Regions from separate parts of the Mus musculus genome. Here regions 2, 3, 4 and 5 are each linked to region 1. Evidence: chromatin contacts called from public ChIA-PET and promoter capture Hi-C data. All regions are on one chromosome and are shown on one strand. The core of a region is the stretch at or near the end of the contact, and the rest is flanking DNA. Distances in the headings are between cores, read along the strand shown.

Region 1 (2,525 bases), core at 20-2,519:
CTGCAGCGCAAGGATGCACAAGCTGCTCACTTACATCTCCAGCAAAAGTGTGGAAGAACGGGGTGGGAGTGAGATAAACCAGCTGAGAGTACAGCTCCTGTTCCCAGAGTAGCCGACCAGCCTGGAAAGTGGGGGGAGGTGCATGCTGAAATCCAGGCATCTTGGGTGGCAGACCACTGGAGCATGGTGTCCAGGTTTGGTGTCCCGGGGTTTTATTTAAAGCTCTTCAGCTTCAGCTCACTATCAGAGTTTGGGTTCTAGGTGTCTGAGAGTCAGACACCGATATGAGAGATATGGGTTTGGGAGCCAAAGCCTATATGTAGGAGTTGAAGGCTCCACGTTGTGAATTTAAGATTCCAGTTCTAAGAGTATTCAACATGATTTAGAACATATTTGAGGCTGAGGCTCAGGTATTTGTGGAGCAGATCTAAGTCTTGATATAAACCTTCTGAGGTCCGTCTTCTTAGACTCAGAATGAGAAAAACACAACTTGGGATCTGTATTGGTCTTTGGTTCTGGAGCTCAGGGGGTCACTGATATGAGTGAAGGCTTGGAGCTGTGGACAAAAACTGGTTTTGTAAGTTGGGAACTAGCTTTCCTGTCCAGTGGGGCATGGGGTCACCTGTAGGCCATAAAGGCGGATGAAGTAGGACTTCTGAGGGTTATCCTTCACGAAGCACACAGCCCCGCAGTGTTCCATGGTCCAGTGCTCAGCTCCAGGGGGCAGTGCCAGGTAGAGCTGAACAACTGTGGTAGCCAGTGTCTAGGAGGGGAGAGCAGGGGTCAGTGCAGTGTGCTCATGGGTCACCAGGCCTGGTCCTTGCCTGCCTGTGGCTTTCATGAGCTTGGGGAAAGAGCTGTAGCCAGGAGGAAGGGGAGTAGACATCAAGATAATGGGGAGTGAGTGAATCTGAGGAGAGGAGATGGGGAGAAGGGGGATACAGGGATGATGGGAACAAGGAGAAGGGAAATATGGGTAAGAGGAGGAAGCAGAACGGGGAAGAAGAAGTAGAGAGGAAGAAGAGGAGAGGGAGGGAGACTGGGAGGACCAGGAGATCTCCCAACTCACCCAGCATTTTCGGCCAAGAAGCTCAAAGAGTCTCTGGTTTTCATGGTCCTGGAGGAGGTTGGAAGGAATGTTCTGCTGAACGGCTGGTCCCCCTCGGCCCCCAGGCCTGCCTCCTACAGGGCCAGGGCCACTATTCATGCTGCCTTCTGCCTTAGTCCTCTCCAGCTAAGCTCTGGGTGCAGGGTAAGAAGAGGAACTTCCGCAGTGAGCAGGGGAACAGGAAGTACAATAAACCACAAGGGAAATAAGTCCTCCAGGGCCCCCCAGAGGGCCTGTTCTCCTCTCTAGGACAGGCATGGGCCCTCCTCCATTTGCGTGGCTAGATCCAAGTTTGTAATGAGCTCAGGGCATCTTCCTTTCTTCTTTCTTCCCAACGTCCTCTCCCTTTTTGTGCGGGGCCATTTCCTTCTGACAGGCTTAGATCAGCCTTGCTCTAGTCGGACACTGAGGGAGAGCTACGCCATCTGCAGAGCTTCTCCTTCAGGGTAGCTACGCAGAGAGTAGTCACAAGTCTGTGTAGCCTCCTTCCGTCTTCCAAAAGCACCGACTTGGCCTGGGGTTGAATCTAAGGCTCCAGGTGCTAAAGGGCCATTGCATTACAGCTTTTCCTTTTAAAGGCATATTGAGCCGGGCGTGGTGGCGCACACCTTTGACCCCAGCACTCAGGAGGCAGAGACAGGCAGATTTCTGAGTTCGAGGCCAGCCTGGTCTACAAAGTGAGTTCCAGGACAGCCAGGGCTATACAGAGAAACCCTGTCTCGAAAAACCAAAAAAAAAAAAAAAAAAAAAAAAAAAAAGGCATATGAACTAATCTCTAGCTTTGGACGTTGCCAATGATATAGAAGGCCATGACTCACTTCCCCATCTTTTACTCTTGCCCCCTGTAGCTCCCTAATTACTTTCTTTTTCATTTATTTATTTCATGTATGCGGGTACACTGTCGCTGTCTTCAGACACACCAGGAGAGGGCATTGGATCTTCATTACAGATGCTGTGAGCCACCATGTGGTTTCTGGGATTTGAACTCAGGACCTCTGGAAGAACAGTCAGTGCTCTTAATCACTGAGCCATCTCTCCAGACCCCAATTACTTTCTTTTGTAAAATTTATTTTTATTTTATGCGCCTTGGTGTTTTGCCTACATGTATGTCTGTGTGAGGGTGTCAGAGTTACAGACAGTCCTGAGCTGCCATGTGTGTTCTGGGATTTGAACCTATGTCCTCTGGAAGAGCAGTCAGTGCTCTTAACCACTCAACAATCTCTCTAGCCTAAACTCAGACCCCCACCCCTTTTTTGTTTTTTGTTTTTGTTTTATTTGGTTTTTGTTTTGTTTTGCTTTGCTTTGCTTTGCTTTTGTTTGTTTGTTTGTTTGTTTGTTTGTTTTGAGACACGTTTTCCCTGTGTAGAGCCCTGGCTGTCCTAAAACTCACTCTATAGACCAGGCTGGCCTTGAACTC
Region 2 (2,525 bases), core at 14-2,513, 490 kb before region 1:
CACCATGCAGGCCTGGGCCAGACTCATGGCCAGGCGGAAGCGGGCAGACATGGCTGGTGGTAGCAAGTGACTGAGGCCAGAGCCCACATCAGGATTAATCACTCGAAGGCATCGGACCACAGCCTCTACGACCAGCTCAGTGGTGAAAGCTCGCAGAGTCTGCACTTCTGGAGGAACTGCCCTAAAAAGGAAAGCACCAGGCTTGAGTAGTTAGGAAACAAAGTACAGACTTCTAGAGAGGGAATGCTCTAGAATCCAGGTCGGGGCAGGGAACAACCAAGGCTTCAACAGATCCTGGGTGCTGGTGACTATGACCTTTACTTAGTCCTAAGACCTCGGTGAATGAGGGTGACCTGAATTCAGAAAAGTCTCAAACTCCCCTACACTTCAAAGTTTCCAACCTCTGGGATCTGCAAAAGTGAAAATGGTCCAAGTGGCACAGTCTCCATATTTCTGGGCACCAGGACATTGTTCTTTGCATGGCAAGGCCTCCTAGATCTACGAGGTTTGGGAAAGCTACATAGGAAGAGGCTGGAGTTTTCAGAAGTCTCAAATGTCAGGGTCAATAAATAGAAATAAAAAATCGGGCATCCTAAATTTTGGCATCAAGGACTTTTAGGTCCCTCAAATAGTGCATCCTTTGTGTTCCTGTGTTACCAAGTGCTGCTACTGTCAGAATGTAGGGCCCTGGTATTTTGATAAGTCCTGGGAGTTTCAGGAGTTATTGTTCGAAGATCAAGTTGCCAGTCTCAGGAATTCTGGAGACTCTGGGTGCCAGACTCCTGTGTTATCAGTTTCCTGGTGTGGGTGTCCTGGAACCTCTAGATATCAGGATCCCAGCATATGCAGGTCTCAGTTTGTAAGGTGTCTGAGTCCTCGAGGTTTTACCCAATGTCCACATCAAAGTATTTAGGAAAGTCATGATGTTAGAGTGTAAGCAGGGAGGAGGAGGAGAGGCTTCGGAATCCTGTAAGTTTGGGCCTTTGGGTGTCAAGGTCTTCATTTTAAGGTTCCCGGGTAATGGGGGTCCTAGGATTTGGAGTCCCGGATGTGAGCAATTGGAGGCGACTGGGGGTTGCGTACTTACGTGCCCGCCTGGCGCAAGGAATGGATGAGGATTCGGTCAGCCTCCTCCATGGTGGAGTTAATTCTAACTCCGGGGCTGGGTCTAGGACCAGATCAGAGAAATTGGAGCTCTCCGCGCTGCTCTCGGCGCGGCGAGGACAGAGAGTCACGTGCCGCGCGAGGAACATTGGGAAATGTAGTTCTAAGGAGTGAGCGTTGCGCAGGCAGCGGCGCTGGAGGCGGGGTGTGAATTACGTAATGGCTCCTGGAAGTTGTAGTTCTTTCACTTGTAGTCCCATGGTCTCCTCCAAGGGAAAAAAAAAGGAAATGGGCTGGGGAGTTGAGAGACAGGACAGAGAAAAATTTTCATTTATAAGACACGTTCATCTTCCAAGCTATAAAAGTTTATACGTGTACAAAATGACTGTTCCCCCGTGTCTTGCTAGCCTCATCTGTAAAGTGAGAATTTGGATAATACCTTCTTCCTAGGGTTAAGACATAATTGCTACGACTGGGGATGTGACTCAGGATAGCCTCACAACCTGAGTTCTCTCCCTGAGATCCACATGGTGGAAGGCAGGAAATGACTTGATAAGAGTCTGAATTCCACGTGTGCACTGTGACACATTTATGCTCGTGAGCACACACAAAAGGATCATAAATAGATTTTAAATAAATAAAACAAACGTCATTGCTCGAGTAAACCTACTTAACCACCAACCACAACAAACTGAGGTCGATCCTCCCTGGGACCCAAGAGACATAAAAAGAGAATGGACTCCTACAAAATGTCCTCTGACATCTACACATGTGCAGCAGTACCACTATCATGCACACAAAATAGATGGAAAAAGCAAAGAATTACTAGACCAGGCGTAGTGGTAAACATCTGTAATCTCAGCACCTGTCCCAAGTGTAGATTGGGCTACAGAAGGAGATCACCTCCTTATGAAACCATTCCTTATTGAACAGCCTCTTTTGTCTCTACTATCCAGTAGTGCTAACATTTGTCATAATCACACATACACATCACATACTTGACTCAGTTTCTGAACTAAGCTCTCTCTCTCTCTCTCTCTCTCTCTCTCTCTCTCTCTCTCTCTCTCTCTCTTTCTCCTCTCGTTGTGCTATCCTGTCTTGCTTTGGTTTGGTTTTCAGACAACAAAATCTTGCAATGTAGCCCAGGCTGGCCTCAAAATTGTAATAATAATATTTCTTTCTCCCAAGTGCTAGGATTAAAGGCTTGTACCACCGCCCCTGACTGTATTCTATTTTTAATTACTGTAGATTTACAATGAGTCTTGATATCATATATGGCAAGCCCTCCCATCTTGTTGTCTTGTTCTTTTTCAAAATGGATTTGGCTTTTTTGTTTTTTGGTTTTGGGGTTTTTTGTTGTTGGTGGTGGTGTTTTGGTATTTTGTTTTTGTTTTTGTTTTTATTTTTTGTCATTTGTCTCA
Region 3 (2,525 bases), core at 11-2,510, 430 kb before region 1:
TGACCCCTTCTGTCCTGGGCCATCAGTTGCAACTGAGGCTGCACCTTCACCACTGGCCCCATGGCCTCTCTCAGTGCCGAGCCTCAGCTGCTCTGCGTGACCCCTTCATGCCTACAAAACCAGTGCCACCTGGGTGACTCTTACACATTACCAAGTCCAGCCACAGCACAAGGTACAACCTTGGCTATCTCTGGAACACAGCCTCTTTGTGCTCTCAGAAAACACTTCCCAGAAGATTTCACCTCAGTGATGCTGGTCTCTTCTTAATCACGGCTAATTTCTTAGCTCCAGCTAACCAGCATCAGTAGTCCCAGTAATGCAAAGTTTTCTCTTTGTTTTGTTTTTGTTTTGTTTTTTTCGAGACAGGGTTTCTCTGTATAGCCCTGGCTGTCCTGGACCTCACTTTGTAGAGCAGGCTGGCCTCGAACTCAGAGATCCACCTGCCTCTGCCTCCCAAGTGCTGGGATTAAAGGCGTGTGCCACCACTCCCGGCTTCAAAGTTTTCCCTTTAATAGTTCTGGTATCTTGTTAATCACAGCTGATTCTTCAGCCCCAACTAACTAAAACCACAGAATCTTCACAATCAAAACAGCAATGGCCCTGAAAAGAGTCTTTAATCTTCTCTGGAATTTCACAAGCCAGACCTCCATCTTCTGCACTGTTCTCAACATTATCTTCCAGCCTCCTACACAACATCCCACAGAGCTTTTAACACCGAATGGATCTTCTAGCTCAAAGTTCCAAAGTCCTTCCACAGTCCTCCCCCAAACATGGTCAGGTTGTCACAGGAATACCCCACTATGCTGGTACCAAAATGGAACAGATCTAGCAGGATGCTGAGCGCCACAGAACACCAGCTACCACTGAAGATGAAGTTGGGATGGTCCTTGTAACGCTCACCCCGGGAAAAGAGAACCTGGGAAGGGACCAAGAGGTGGCTTTGACCCCTGTCCCCCAAAGCTTTCAAGACCCTATTCTTAGAAACAAGCACTCTAGTGTAACACTCTCACCATGTCTCCACATCCAAACCGTTTGCTTCCGGCTTTCCAACACTAAAGGCCATGCGGCACCGAGGGATACTGAAGGCTCAGCCTTCTGACAGTCTGCTCCGGCTCTAGCCCTGGGATGAACGCCAATAATGGGCTTTCCAGCAAGGCACTCACCTTTAGATAGGGGACACCAGGGTGACTGAGACACTACACAGGCCGTGGGGCGGGCCCTAGAAAGCGTGCTCCTCCCACTAAGTCAAGTTTACGGAACAGAGCTGCCAGGCCCGACGCGCCGTGGCAGCCGACTCCATTCGTCGGAACCAGCCGTGCTTGAATCTGTCTGGGCGCGCCATGTTCGCGCGTGGGTCCCGGAGGCGCCGCTCTGGGCGTGCGGTGAGCAGGGCTCAGGACAGTGGTGGGGGTCAGGGGTAAACTAAGATCCAGGCGAGGGGGGCAGGGCACCGGGACAGAGGGGAGGCACCCTAAGGGAGGATCTGGGAACTCCCTTCCCCAGCTTTCCCAGACTGGGGCACAGAGACTGAAGTAGAATCCTGGATGCAAAAACGTGTAGATATGGTGGCTCAAGCCCCTAACACGCCTCATACTTTTATCACTGTTGCAATCTGGGGATGCCCCCCTTATCTGTGAATTAATCTGAAAGGTGAAAAGAATAGGGGCTTGAGATTTGAGGTTGAGCAAGAGTGGGGTATCCTGAGTGTCTGATTAAGGGACCTCATACATTGAAGGACTGTAGAGTGAAAGTGGGGGTCCTTCATCCCTGGGTACCAAGAGTCAATGAACTAAGATTTAGGATCAGAAGAATTTCAGGTTTCCATCGGAGTCTGGAAGCTGACCTCCTAGATAGGATGGTGTCTCTCTTGTTTTGAAAGATCTTTAACCAAGAAAGGTGGAATCTGGACCAAAAAAGAGAGTAGTCCTAAACTATGACGGGTAAAGAGAAAGATTTCTTGGGCTAGGGCTTTCTGAATGGAGCAGGGATGGCCTGCGGTCCTCAGGTAGGAGAGATGGAGCCAGGGTTTGGGGGAGGGGCGGGAGAACTTCTGAGGGAATGGCATTGCCCAGAGTCCATGAGGGATCCCAGGGAAAGGAGAGGTTCTCAGACGCCTGCCCTGTGGGACTGGAGTGCTGCTGGAGCCCTGGATATTGAAGGGAGACTTGGGAGGGAATGCCCAGACTAGGGTCTCTGCTCTAGTAGGTAGAGGACTCTCTCTCTGACAGACCTGTCTGAGAACTAAAGAGGGACAGACCAGCCCAGACAGAAGAATTCCCTGGAAAGGGAATACAGGAAAGTAGTCTCAGCTGCCCTGCCTCTGATTTGAATGCTTCCTCCTCCCCCGCGCTCCAGGCGCGGTCTCAGCCTGCCCAGCGCTGCCCCCAGTAAGACAGGCCCCAGCCTGCGGTTGTGAGCCTGGGAGTGGAGTAGCAGGCGTTGACTTCTTCCTCCCTCCTCCCACACCTTATTTCTTCTTGCATCTGCTCCCACCCACCACAGCCTCCAGAGGCAGAGGACCCTGC
Region 4 (2,525 bases), core at 18-2,517, 390 kb before region 1:
CTTACACTTTCACATCACTGTTCATCATTGAAGGACAAGAACTCAAACACGGCAGGAACCTGGATGGGTACTGCTTACTGGCTTGCTCCCTGTGGCATGCTCAACCTGCTTTGTTACAGCACCCAGGACCACCAGCCCAGGGATAACACCACCCAAATGGGCTAGGCCCTCCTCTATTAATCACTAATTGAGAAAATGCCCTATAGCTGGATTTTATAGAAGCATTTCCTCGGGGCTGGCAAGATGGTTCAGTGGTTAAAAGCATTGACTACTCTTCCAAATGGGTCCTGAGTTCAAATCCCAGGAACCACATGGTGGCTCACAACCATCTATAATGAAATCTGACTCCCTCTTCTGGAGTGTCTGAAAACAGCTACAGATAATAATAGATAAATAAATCTTTTTTTAAAAAAAAGCATTTCCTCAACTGAGACTCCTTCCTCTCTGACTACTCCAGCTTGTCTCAAGTTGACACACAAAACCAGCCACTGCACAGTTATTCACTTTACATATAATTAGATAAAATTTGTTTTCATATTTTATTCATTTGTTCATGTTTACATGTATATGTGTTCATGCATAGCATGGCACTTGTGGTGCCGTCAGAGGCAACTAGTGGCTAACTCTATCTTTTTACTATGTAGGATCTTCAAGAACTCAGGTCTTCAGCTTTTGTAGCAGACACTATTACCCATTAAGTCATCTTGTGTAAATGAAACTTTTTTTTTTGGGGGGGGGGGTTCGAGACAAGGTCTCTCTGTGTACCCCTGGCTGTCCTGAACGCCTGCCTCTGCCTCCCAAGTGCTGGGATTAAAGGTGTGCGCCACCACTGCCCGGCAGTAAATGTAACTTTTATTTGCCTGATGTAATTGTTGTCTCCATGGTTTACTGCTTTCATCTGCTAAAGTAGACCTAGCCCTGGAAGCCTCCAGCCTCTATCAGTAAGGTTCACATTGTGGAAGCACATTATGAGTTTTATTTATTTTGTTTTGTGTATATAAACATTTTGCCTGAATTTATGTTCGTGCATCACATGCGTGCATGGTGCCTGAGGATGTCGGGAAAGGGTATAGGATACTCTAGAACTGAATTCATAGCGGTTGAATACCGAGGAATAACCTAATCAATCTTCCACAGCGGCTATACCACTGAGAACTACATTTCCCAGGATGCCGTATGGCACGTTCCTATGACGTTTCAAAGAGTTTCTGCGCCCTGATTCCTGTTTCCCACGGCTACAAGGCACTTGTCTTTGAGGCGTTGCATGCTGGGATTGATTCTTACGTTTCCCGGCCAGCCCCTCACGGCTCGAGCTAAACTTCCCAGCAAGCGGAGCGCTCGCCTGTGACTCGAGCGAAGATGGCGGGCCGTGAGAGTCCGCCGCCGTCTGCCCCGTCAATGGCTCCAATTTCTTTCGGGTTCACTCGCACGTCTGTCCGGAGGCGACTGGCAGACCTCGGAGATAGCGAAAGACAGGCCCCAGAGGAGAAAGATTTCTTGGCGACCGTGGAAGGGAGGAAGCTGCAGAGGTGAAACGCCGGGTCTTTCGCGTTTTGGAAATCTGTGAAATGGGCTTAAGCAGGAGGGCAGAGTAAGAGTTGTTTGTCCTGGTGACAGTGGCCTGGAAAGCCTGAAACACTGCCTCGGGAAATTTATGGAGGTAACCAGGAGTGGCGGCAAACGCCTATAAGTCAGGACCTGGGAGGCTGGCGCAGGAGGATCAGGAATTGAACGCTAGCCTGGGCAACTAAAAAACAAACAGGAAGAACATAAGAATGTAAGGGCAAGAAGAGGGAGGTTTGTTAGGTGGGTGAAATGGGGCCTGAGAACCAGAGGTATAGATTCCTCAGAAAAAATGTCGTTGGGACTTGAGTATGTGTGCCTTTTGAGAAAGGGAAAGGAGGGAAAAATGACAGGATTCTTCCTGTCTCAGCTGAAATTGTGGGAGCTTCTCCGATTTGGAGAACTAGGCAAATTCAAGTCTGGGGAGGCCATCAGCAGTATAATTAAGTAAGAAACAAAGGTCCGAAAGGCCTAAGTGGGGGACTTGTAAAAGGCAGCTTGCCGGCCCGGAACCGGGAAGAATCTGGACTAAAGATGGTGATTTTTAGGCCATTGTGGTTGAAGGCCTAAGGCTGATTCCCACAAGACATACTTAAAGAGATCCATGGTTGTAATTCCAGCACTAGGGGATTGCACCAGGCTGACTGAGAGTTTATAAGACCAGCCTGAGCTAAATCGTGAGATGTCTCAAAAAAAAAAAAAAAAAAAAAAAAACGAGTGGACCTGTGAATAGTAACCTGTGAACATGGTCCATAGGACTGGGCATTGATCTTTCTTTCTTTCTTTCTGGCCATTGAAATTGATTTTCTTTGTTTCCTAACCTCCTTTCTATCTTGATATTTATACTTTCTTTCTTTGGAGGGGGCGTCAAGACAGGGTTCCTCTGCATCCTGGCTGTCCTGGAACTCACCCTGTAGATCGGGCAGGCCTTGAACTCAGAGATCCTCCTGCTTCTGCCTCCT
Region 5 (2,525 bases), core at 7-2,506, 350 kb before region 1:
AACTTTCACAAGGCTTGCCTGAACCCTTCTCCACCCCAACAGAAAGCTAACTCCTCCCACCTTGGGTCCATTTACCCGTTCACCAACATTGTCTCATGTTTCACATCAGAGGGCCTCCGTCCTTCCTTCTTTAGAAAATTAGAGTATCCCGGAGTCGACACAGGGTCCAGTCAGGAACCCCGACTCCACCCCATCAGTCTGACCTCAGGGACATAGTTATGGCATGAGTCATTGGGTCACTAGGCAGGCTAGACATGGATCAACGCCCCACACCTCCATACCTGACTCAGGAACCTTTGCTTCTACTCTTCCATGTTCTGTACACTTGGAACTTCAGACTGCCTGACATCAGACAGAGATAGTAAGAAGGCAATCTACCACATTCCAGCATCACTACCATGCCCTCATATGAACCTCTGAGACCCTCCTGCCCACACCAGAGCTTTGCCTTGTCATTCTGTGGTCCTGTTACGGGCTTAGGTTGCAGCAAGCGAGCTACAGAGGGCACATGCGGGGAAACACACACACACAGAGGCAGGCCCAGCAGGTTTTTCAGGTCTGCCCTTCTGACACCACGGCTGAGAAAAATTCCTGGCTGTAATGACTGTTTACAACCAAGATACTTCACCTGGGTGGCACTCCAACACTGTCAATGAGAGCCCCATTTCCACATCCTGCCACCACTTGAGCAAATGCACACAGAGTCTGGACCTGATCCCCATTGCTCCCCCAAACATACAGCACACCCCCTTCAATTACTCTGGCTGAACAAACAAACAGAGGGACAAGCAGATACAGATGCCTGAACAACAGTGGTATCTAATCGGTTCAGCTCGTCTTCTCTGAGGCACTAGTCCTGATAAAAAGGGGGAGAGGGGCCGAGAAGAGAAGGCTGAGTCTCTGCCCCGTCCTTCCTCCTCCATTTTCCAACCAAGAATTATTTTGATATCAAGAAAGGAAAATGGACACGTGAGGCTTTGCCCTGGTCCCCTGATCCTCCCATACTGAACACCACCCCTCCTATCGCTACCCTATATTCTCAGGGTCCTCCTTCCTCAGATCTGGATCTCTAGAAGGGAACTTCCTCAGTTCCTGTGCCATTACCCTATCTCACGGCCCTGCCCCATTGCTCGCTGGTACTCACCAATGCCCTAGTGCTGGATGGCAGCCTCAAATATTTCCAAAAGAACAGTTGTCTCGTCCAGGCCCTAGCTTTCCTGGCAGTACAAGTGAACAGCAGTGACTGCTGTCTTGGCTACCTCCCACTAGGTAAAGGCCCAACCTACCTGGACAGGATGGGGTTGGCCCACACCTTTTAACCCTTACCTGCCCGCTTCCAGGGCTAGGGTCACCCCTGGGAAGGCAGTCTGGGGGACCAGGTGCCTCGGGGAGCCCAATATGGTCAAGGAGAAAGCATAGAATGCTTTCCTCACTGCGGATATCTAAGAGATAACTGGCCAATAAGCTCTAAGAATTGTGGGAGGAGCCACTGCCCAAATCCCCAGGCCACTGGAGCCTGCCTACACCCCGGGACATGGGGGCTAGGAAACTGTGAAATAGACAAACAGACATAGACATGGACACACACACACACACACACACACACACATATCTTGGATCAATTTCTCCCATAATTAGGATGATGATTTTCTAAGCTGCAGAGAGAAGTTGACCTTTCTAAGGAGAGACCAGATCTTAAGACACTCCCACCTTCTGTACTCCAGGAACAAATAAACCTAGGAAACACCATCATCTATACCCTACAACCTGAGGGGCGGCACAGAGCCAGCCTCCGCTGAGCTCTGAGCCATGGTAGAAATGGGAGGCCTGACTGAGAACATACTAATGTAAAGGCACAGGAAAGAGCCAGCTGGGGTGGGACACACCTTCCTTTAATCCCAGCACTCAGGAGGCAGAGGCAGGCAGCTCTGAGTTCGAGACCAGCCTGGTCTACAGAACTAGTTCCAGGACAGCCAGGGCTACACAGAAACAAACAAACAAAGAAACAAAAACAACCATAAGAAGGAGCAGAACCAGAGTACTAGACTGGGCCCTGCGCTAGAGGAGCCACTGGCTACTCCTGAAAGGAGAAAGAATACGAAGACTCAACTTTATCCATGTTCTCCCTGTTAACATTTCTAGCCTGGAGCGAAGCAGACAGGGAAATAAATTGAAAACTCTAAGTCCCTCTAATGCCCTTCAACACAACCCTACCTGGGCCCTAAGCTTGTCTTGGGCACATACCAAACATGCTGTACTCCAGGTAAGACAATCTATTTTGTGACCTCAGAACCCAAACCTAACCCCTATAGCAGCCGCTGCCATGTATGAACAGGGAGGGTTTTAGGGGTGTTCCCTGTTGGGGAGGAGAGCCTAGAGAAGAGTTCCCCCAGTCACATGTTATCAAGGCCTGCTGCCCCAGGTGCCCACCTTTCTTCCGGGTTATGAAATGTATGTGTGGAACACAAAGGCCCTTTCCATCTCCTTCCTCCCTTCTCCCTCCTTTGGACTGCTAGTGGAGGCAA

The links. Promoter capture Hi-C pulls out the DNA fragments that hold promoters and counts their contacts. ChIA-PET counts read pairs in DNA pulled down with a chosen protein or histone mark.
Region 2: a contact with region 1 is called in a promoter capture Hi-C map of pre-B cells. The contact joins the promoter of Ccdc22 here to the promoter of Was in region 1. A contact is called at or near these places in 4 of 39 promoter capture datasets (cranial neural crest, liver, maxillary cranial neural crest and 1 more) and 2 of 9 other capture datasets (liver and pancreatic islet).
Region 3: a promoter capture Hi-C map of embryonic stem cells shows a contact between it and region 1. The contact joins the promoter of Prickle3 here to the promoter of Was in region 1. A contact is called at or near these places in 8 of 39 promoter capture datasets (the 3T3-L1 cell line, cranial neural crest, embryonic stem cells and 5 more) and 2 of 9 other capture datasets (adipose tissue and pancreatic islet).
Region 4: an RNA polymerase II ChIA-PET map of memory CD8 T cells shows a contact between it and region 1, with 39 read pairs. The contact joins the promoter of Gpkow here to the promoter of Was in region 1. A contact is called at or near these places in 5 of 39 promoter capture datasets (hippocampal neurons, liver, pre-B cells and 1 more), 3 of 115 datasets of contacts at active chromatin or transcription factors (embryonic stem cells, memory CD8 T cells and stem cell-derived neural progenitor cells) and 3 of 9 other capture datasets (adipose tissue, liver and pancreatic islet).
Region 5: a contact with region 1 is called in a promoter capture Hi-C map of pre-B cells. The contact joins the promoter of Ccdc120 here to the promoter of Was in region 1. A contact is called at or near these places in 8 of 39 promoter capture datasets (the SN4741 cell line, cranial neural crest, embryonic stem cells and 4 more), 1 of 484 Hi-C or Micro-C datasets (embryonic stem cells), 2 of 115 datasets of contacts at active chromatin or transcription factors (extraembryonic endoderm stem cells and stem cell-derived neural progenitor cells) and 2 of 9 other capture datasets (adipose tissue and liver).

What each region holds. Positions count from the first base shown.
Region 1 is chrX:8,089,222-8,091,746 of GRCm38.p6, forward strand. It overlaps Was (Wiskott-Aldrich syndrome), which reads right to left and starts at 1,270. Exons shown (of 12, transcript NM_009515.2): 1 at 1,070-1,270; 2 at 623-763; 3 at 35-121. The coding sequence starts at 1,207.
Region 2 is chrX:7,604,157-7,606,681 of GRCm38.p6, forward strand. It overlaps Ccdc22 (coiled-coil domain containing 22), which reads right to left and starts at 1,264. Exons shown (of 17, transcript NM_138603.3): 1 at 1,088-1,264; 2 at 4-181. The coding sequence starts at 1,137.
Region 3 is chrX:7,656,119-7,658,643 of GRCm38.p6, forward strand. Prickle3 (prickle planar cell polarity protein 3) reads left to right here and starts at 1,261. Exons shown (of 9, transcript NM_001290624.1): 1 at 1,261-1,382; 2 at 2,503-2,525. The coding sequence starts at 1,341.
Region 4 is chrX:7,695,867-7,698,391 of GRCm38.p6, forward strand. Gpkow (G patch domain and KOW motifs) reads left to right here and starts at 1,268. Exons shown (of 11, transcript NM_173747.3): 1 at 1,268-1,529. The coding sequence starts at 1,360.
Region 5 is chrX:7,740,068-7,742,592 of GRCm38.p6, forward strand. It overlaps Ccdc120 (coiled-coil domain containing 120), which reads right to left and starts at 1,257. Exons shown (of 10, transcript NM_207202.2): 1 at 1,145-1,257.